Regions from separate parts of the Sus scrofa genome. Here region 1 is linked to region 2. A link is a contact called in public HiChIP or PLAC-seq data. All regions are on one chromosome and are shown on one strand. The core of a region is the stretch at or near the end of the contact, and the rest is flanking DNA. Distances in the headings are between cores, read along the strand shown. Region 1 holds the start of C15H2orf88 (small membrane A-kinase anchor protein). Region 2 holds the start of PMS1 (PMS1 protein homolog 1).

Region 1 (3,861 bases), core at 615-3,114, 280 kb before region 2:
AAACCCTTTATAAGCCTGATCTAATATTGCTCCACAACAAAGAATTTCTGAAATCCTTCAGGGCATCTGGTTTGTGTCTGTTTTTCCTTAATCTTTAATGATGAGCAAGTCTAATGCATTATGTAAGGCCATTTTTCTCAAGAGATGTAGATACCTCCTAAGAATTTGATGAAAATGCATTAACTTTTCAGGCTACTGAGTTGCATTTTAGTGCACTGAGGCAGTAAATGAGTGTACAATGTGCAAAAGTAGTGACCTAAAAAATAAATATTTGATATGAACCACTGCATTCTCTTGGAAAAAAAAAAAAGTAATGGATTAACTCTCTTAGGAGTCCTTAGCTTCCCCAAAAGGAGTAGGAAGAATAAATCTCCTGTGGCCTGGAAACAGCTTCTGTTTCTCACTGGCTATGTTTGTTTAGCTCTTTAATAGTTCATTTGATTAGATCTTGTGGCTCCTAAAGCTAAGGTTGAGAGTTTGAGCTCTACAGAGGCCACTTAAATTTAGAGAACAAAAAGCTCTATTCTCTGCTCCCAGACCTTACCCCAAATCCCTGCCAGGTGTCTGCCCTCTGGTCAAATGAGAAACTGGCAAAGGGGTGCAAACCTAGCACAGAATTGGGAAACAGAAAAATGGGCACCCTTTATTATGGTGCTCCTTCTCTTTTATGTGTTTACAATACTTGGGCATAATTTACAGAGAATAGATACTACATTTTTTACTTTCACCACTGGAAATCTGAGGCAAACTGCATTATCAGTCATAAAATTCATTATCTTTCTATTCTAAGTTATTCTAAGCTTATTCTAAGCTCAGATAGCTGACATTATCCTCTTGGTAATAAACAATGAAAAAACACATCTTCTGAGCAATATTAATCTGCAACTTTAGGATAGGAGAAAATCAGTTGAAAACTGAGCACGATTTTCACGTGAATAAAAGATATTATTTAAAAATAATTCCATGTGTAATATAACAGAATAAGTATGATTTTCATTATGTACTAGAAATTTAGTCAGGAAAACAAGTTTCTCAAATTATAGCTGAATATATTTTACTAGTATCACAATCTTAAATTTTAATTCAGGTCTTCCTAATTTAAATCTGTATTTCTCTGATTACACAGGACTAAAAATAATTTAAAACAGCAAATAAAATTCTTTTTTCCTCAAATGTTTGTCTAAATAATGTAAAATCATTTTATTTTTTTGAGGAAAAAGACATTTCAACTTTTTAAGTATGAAGTGTAAAAGAATTACTTATTTAAATTACAATTTTAAAGTTTCACTAATAAAGATTAATAATATTTAAGTGCAGTTTATATTATTGTTAACATAGATTTTAATTTTTCAAATGTCACATATATCTTTCATTATTTGTAGATTTATTTCTTTTATGAAGTAGTCAAATGAATCAGCTCACCCTTGACTGTAACAAAATACTGTTTGGTGACTTGTGACAGACAGGGTTTTAACCTCTGACAGCGAGATTCATTGTGGAGCAAGAGCCAATCATAGATCCTGACGACACTTGTCTCATCAAGTGGAATATAAAAAGCCACTTGGAATACAGTATAAAAGATTCACTGGTGTGGCAAGTTGTCTCTCAGACAGTGCAGGCATTAAAATTTTGCTTGGCGTTACTCAAAAGCAAAAGTAAAAGGAAGAAATAAGAACAAGGAGAAAGATTGTATTGATTTTAAAATCATGCAAAAACTGCAAATCTATGTTTATATTTACCTGTTTATGCTGATTGTTGCTGGTCCCGTGGATCTGAATGAGAACAGCGAGCAAAAGGAAAATGTGGAAAAAGAGGGGCTGTGTAATGCATGTATGTGGAGACAAAACACTAAATCTTCAAGACTAGAAGCCATAAAAATTCAAATCCTCAGTAAACTTCGCCTGGAAACAGCTCCTAACATTAGCAAAGATGCTATAAGACAACTTTTGCCCAAAGCTCCTCCACTCCGGGAACTGATTGATCAGTACGATGTCCAGAGAGATGACAGCAGTGATGGCTCCTTGGAAGATGATGATTATCACGCTACGACGGAAACGATCATTACCATGCCTACAGAGTGTAAGTAGTCCTATTAGTGTATATCAACAATTCTGCTGACTGTTGTTCCAGTGTTTATGAGAAACAGATCTATTTTCAGGCTCTTTTAACAAGCTGTTGGCTTGTACGTAAGTAGGAGGGAAAAGAGTTTCTTTTTTCAAGATTTCATGAGAAATAAACTAATGAGACTGAAAGCTGCTGTATTATTGTTTTCCTTAGCTAAACAGCTGAAAATAAAAAATAAAATGCTTGCATAGCATTGTTATATAGTTTAATAAGACAAATATAACATGCTTATGCTTTCACAGCTTAATGCCACCAAGGCAAGGATTGGGAGTTTCTACAAGCAATGTGGAAAAAAAGGTTGGTTGTCTGAAATAGGCATTTGTAATAACAGGTTTTTTTCACTAATGATAAAGAAGGGAAGATGTAAATTTGCAGATATTGAGCCCCATTGGGGCATTTGCTGCACCCCTAGAATGACTTCTGTTATTCAGAACGATTTCTCACAGTGTTTCTATGTTCTTCACAAATTAAAATGTCTAATTTTGAAAGCTATTACACTGGAAAGTATAAAAAATATTTTTAAAAAATTTAATGTTTTGGTAAGAGCAATGATGAAGTAAACATAGCATAATGGTAATTATGAGCTAATTATCAGAAAATGCCAAGAAATAAACATTTTATCAAGTAGGTTATGGCTCACAAAGTCCTGCTTATACCTTGACCATGGTACTATTGTTGAGAGTACCCTGTCTGAATATTTCCAGGCAGGCACATGCTTAATAAGCTCTACAATATTATTTTCTTTTTCATAGGAGGGAGAAAGAACTATTACCTGTAGTATCCACATTGCTTATGAAGGACAATATATTTCATACCATTCCTATTACAATCAGTTCAAAAGTATACACAAGGAAAGGGAGACAGGCACCTTAACAGAGAAGGCATGACAAGAAAGATTTTTGTGCCATGTGTCTGTGATTTTGCTTTATACAGTGCTTTACCCACTTTAAACTAGACTCAAAACAGTTTCAAAATATTATTCTTCTTATTAAGTAATTAGGCTATAATGCAACAAATAATTTTTCTTGAAAACTATGCTATCAGATAATCCTAGAGTAGATTTGCCTTATTTATAAACAATCTTGGAAAACCAAAAGGAAAGCTGTTTCTAAATGCTTCTGCTTACAATGACAGCATGGCCTTAACAATGTTTTCTAAGTTTTGAGATAGCCTGAATGCAACATTTAAATTCTGGTGCTAAGTGCCTTCTAGTTTGGTTCCTTTAAAAAAGCTATCCCAGGCCAAAACATAACAGATGTACTATATTTTCTACTAATTCCCGAGGCTCAGTTAGTTGCTCAGTGTGTCTCGTCCCCAGGTAATTCAGGCCTGGGGGAAGGGTTCCTTCTTCCAGACTGATTGGTACAGCTGCTCAGTAAGTGTAACTACTCAGATTCCCAAAGAATTCTAAGTGGATGTTCCTCCACAGTGTCTCTTGTTCTCTCTAATCATCATCATTTTAAAATTTCATCCACTCTTCATTCCTTTACAGAATTTTCTTTAGTCTACAGTTTTCTAGAAAGGAAGTAGGTTTCTCATAAACAGCTGAAAAAACATATTGAAAAAAATCTGAAAAGCTATAGTAATTATTTCATTTGATATTTTTCTGAATTATGAATGAAATTCTACAGTTTTTCATTTTAAAAGACTAAATATGCATGCACTATTCCAATAGAAAAAAAGCTCACTGATTAATATGAAGGAGTTTGTTCATTTTTCATGAAACAATTTCAATAA
Region 2 (3,843 bases), core at 73-2,572:
CATGTGAAAGATTTCACGTTCAGACTAAATTCCAGTATATGAGAGAAAATAACTTATGACCTATTATATGCAATCAGGATGAGTAATTTTTCCTAATATTTAGGTCTTAATTTTTCTTTTTTCCTCTTTTGGATCAACATTGCATCTTTAGGAAAATACTAGCTATTTTACCTCTGGCAATTAAGAAAACAGACTCCAGAGCAGATGTCCTGACTTCTGATCCTAGCTCTGTACTCACTGTAATGACCTGCAAATCATCCAAACTCTGTGGTCCAGTTGTCTCATCTGTAAAGTGAGGACAGTAACTACCACATGGGATTGTTGTGAGAAATAAATTAACCTGCAACAGTGCCTGGCACATAATAAGTGCTACTTTATTGTTAATTATGGTTATTATAACACAAAAATGAAATTTTTGATGGACATAAGTCCTACCAAAAAATTCTTACTAATACTCAGGTAATTTTAAATTTACACATCTGGTAATTATGAATTACATTATCTGCCATTAGACTATAAGAGACTTTCCTACCTCTTACCAAGGGCTTAATACCATCTCTGACCAACCTTGCATTTATAAGGTCTTTGCTTAGTAAAAACTTAAAAGCCTAGCAGAGGATAAGACTAGAATGGTTAAAAAATTCACATACCAATAAAAACAGACTGAAGGAGGTACAATGATAGGGTTACATACTCTGCTGAAGGTGCCTCCAGAGTAAGCAAAGACCATACAATGCACTACGAAAACAGGAATATTACAATTCTTAAAGGTAAGTAAATATCACCATCCCCCTCGCCCCCTCCACCATCCCAGCACTTTTAAACGTAAAAAAACGAGCCAGCCCCATATCTTTTACTTCATCTGAGTAAGTGAAATTAACTTAGACTGTCAGACCAAAAGAATTTGTGTTTGGGGAGAACTCAGCACAAGTCCTTATGAGTGTCCCTAGTTTGCACTCCATGTCTCTGAAACTATTAGATATCTCAAGACACAACACTTAGAATTGGCGATAGTTTGTCTAGAATGGAATGATGAATAATGCACCGCATACTTTTCTCATAGCGGCGTCCAAATTACAGCCGGAGGCAAAAAATTTTTTTCTTTATAGCGTAATGTTTAGAACTAAATGCTACGTAGTCAAATCTGTGTCCAGTCTCCACTAGATTAGTCACTAGGCATGTGACCTTAAAGGTCTTCTTACCTACAAATCTGGAAGCCTCACTTGAGCTCACGCACAGCATTTTTGGGTTAAGACAGCCTTTCTGCCTGTTATTTACACTAGGAGTGACGCCCTCTAGGGAATTAGCAGCTGACCTTGGCGACAGCACTCTGGCACTGGGTTGATGACATCACTTCCGGGGCGACGGATTCGGGCTTTCTTGCGCAGAGAAGGGCAGTTGAGCGTCTTTGGTACGGAAAGAAGACGAGTACTAGCTACTGGTCCTTCACAAGGAAGGTGGGTAAGATTGCTCACCCTTTCTCCCCACTTTTTTGCGCGCCTAAAAAAGCAGGTCCAGTCACAGCCTCTCGCCGCCACCAGCACTGGCGAAGTACCCAAGGTTCACTTGTGATCTTTCTTGGCCCGAAAGAGAAGGGCTTCGCACAAGTTTCCTTGGCAGGATTTAATGACTATAAATCTAATTTCTCCTGGCGTGTCTGTCTGGGCTGCACCCTCTGGAGCTGTTTGGTTTCCAATCCCTGGATGCCCCCTGCCCCTGTGGAGCAATCAAAGTTCCAATATATATGTATTTTTACATTGCCTCCATTAGTTTGTTAGGGAAAGAGCTTGCTTAACATCTGGAAGATTCAGTTGATTTGGGGGCATGAAACTATATACTTGGCAGTGTGACGAAAACTAGGTGCTTTAACGATGGACTGTTATTTTGGGGGAAAGATTTGGAGCGATCTCTTATGATAAACCTGTGGCCAAAATGATGATTGAATTAAAAATTATAATTAATGCATAAGATAGGTATTAGGTTTGGTCGTTTTAATTGAGATGTTCTTTTTAAGATGAGCTTTATGAGAACACTTTTTTTTTTCCTTCTGTCTTTTCAGGGCCGCACCCATGGCATATGGAAGTTCCCAGGCTAGGAGTCTAATCAGAGCTATATAGCTGCTGGCACAGGCCACAGCTACAGCAATGCCAGATCCAAGCCCCAACTTTGCTGCAGTTTGCAGCAACATTGTATCCTTAACCAGCTGAGTGAGATCAGGGATCTAACCCACATCCTCCTAGATACTAGTTGGGTTCCTAACCTGCTGAGCCACAGCAGGAACTCTGAGAACACTTGTTTGTTAGAGGACTGCATCTTACATTGTGTTTTATATGTCTTATGTGACTTCGATTGTATTTAATTAAATGATTAATTTTTATTTTGAAAGATGATTATGGGAAATGGAAGGCACAAATGTTTATTAGTTATGTTTTGTCTTTATTGTTTGATTAAAAAAAAAAAAAAAAAAAAAAAACGCCTTATGGAGTTCCCCTGGCTCAGTGGTTAATGAATCTGACTAGCAACCATGAGATTGCACGTTCAATCCCTGGCCTTGTTCACTGGGTTAAGAATCCAGCGTTGCCATGAGCTGTGGTGTAGGTCTCAGACGCGGCTTGGATCTCGCGTTGCTGTGGCTCTGACGTAGGCTGGCAGCTACAGCTCCGATTAGACCCATAGCCTGGGAACCTCCATTTGCTGTGGGTGGGGCCCTAGAAAAGACAAAAAAACAAAAAAACAAAAAACAAAAAAACCGCATTTCTGTGGTGCAACAGAAACGAATCCCACTAGTATTCATGAGGATGTGGTTTCGATCCCTGGCCTCAGTGGATCAGGGATCTGGCGTTGCCATGAGCTGTGGTGTAGGTAGCAGATGTGGCTCGGATCCCGTGTTGCTGTGGCTGTGGTGTAGGCCGGCAGCCTCAGCTCACATTCAACCCTTAGCCTGGGAACTTGCATATGCCACAGGTATGGCTCTTAAAAAAAAAGCAAAAAAACCTAAAACAACATTTTGTTCTAACTTTAGGAGTACAAAATAAATAGCACTTTCCAGAAAACCAAGCACACAACTATTGTACTGTAATATTAGCTGCTTTATAAAGAATAATCAGTAGTTTGATAAGACTAGCATACAAGCAATATCAATGCTATTTTATTTTATCTATTCTATTCTATTTCTATTCTGTTCTATTCTATTTCTATTCTAGTCTATTTCTATTCTATTCTATTCCTATTCTATTCAATTCTAGTCTAGTCTAGTCTATTTCTATTCTGTTCTGTTCTATTCTATTCTATTCTATCTATTCTATTCTGTTCTATTGTATTCTAATTCTTCCTATTCCTATTCCTATTCCTATTCTATTCCTATTCCTATTCCTCTTCCTATTCCTATTCCTATTCTATTCCATTCTATTCCATTCTTTCTATTCTATTCTCTCTTTAGGGCCACACCATGAGCATGTGGAGGTTCCCAGGCTAGGGGTTTAATCGGAGCTGTAACCTCTGGCCTATGCCACAGCCACAGCAATGCCAGATCCAAACCACATACGTGACCTTCACCACAGTTCACGGCAATGCCGTAGTCTTAACCCACTGAGGCCAGGGATTGAACATACAACCTCATGGTACCTAGTCAGATTTGTTTCTGCCTCAATACTATTTTATATTTAACTTTCCACTTTTGCCCTTAAAGAGCATTCATACTGTTATTTATATTAACAAGTTGCTACACCCTTTAAAATTTTTTGCTAACTTTTACAAAACTTTCCTAAAATATTATAAAACTTATGCTGAAAAATAAACCAAGCTCTCAGAATTTTGCTTAACTGAATTAGTTAATGGCTAATC

Evidence for each region. HiChIP or PLAC-seq counts read pairs in DNA pulled down with a chosen protein or histone mark.
Region 1: a contact with region 2 is called in an H3K27ac HiChIP or PLAC-seq map of skeletal muscle. The contact joins the promoter of C15H2orf88 here to the promoter of PMS1 in region 2. A contact is called at or near these places in 2 of 5 promoter capture datasets (fetal liver and liver), 2 of 47 Hi-C or Micro-C datasets (embryonic fibroblasts and fetal skeletal muscle) and 1 of 2 datasets of contacts at active chromatin or transcription factors (skeletal muscle).

What each region holds. Positions count from the first base shown.
Region 1 is chr15:94,626,286-94,630,146 of Sscrofa11.1, reverse strand. It overlaps C15H2orf88 (small membrane A-kinase anchor protein), which reads right to left and starts at 1,864. Exons shown (of 8, transcript XM_021076261.1): 1 at 1,740-1,864. It overlaps MSTN (myostatin), which reads left to right and starts at 1,707. Exons shown (of 3, transcript NM_214435.2): 1 at 1,707-2,079. The coding sequence starts at 1,707.
Region 2 is chr15:94,349,082-94,352,924 of Sscrofa11.1, reverse strand. PMS1 (PMS1 protein homolog 1) reads right to left here and starts at 1,322. Exons shown (of 14, transcript XM_021075394.1): 1 at 1,203-1,322. It overlaps OSGEPL1 (probable tRNA N6-adenosine threonylcarbamoyltransferase, mitochondrial), which reads left to right. Exons shown (of 8, transcript XM_021075405.1): 2 at 1,284-1,457. The coding sequence starts at 1,345.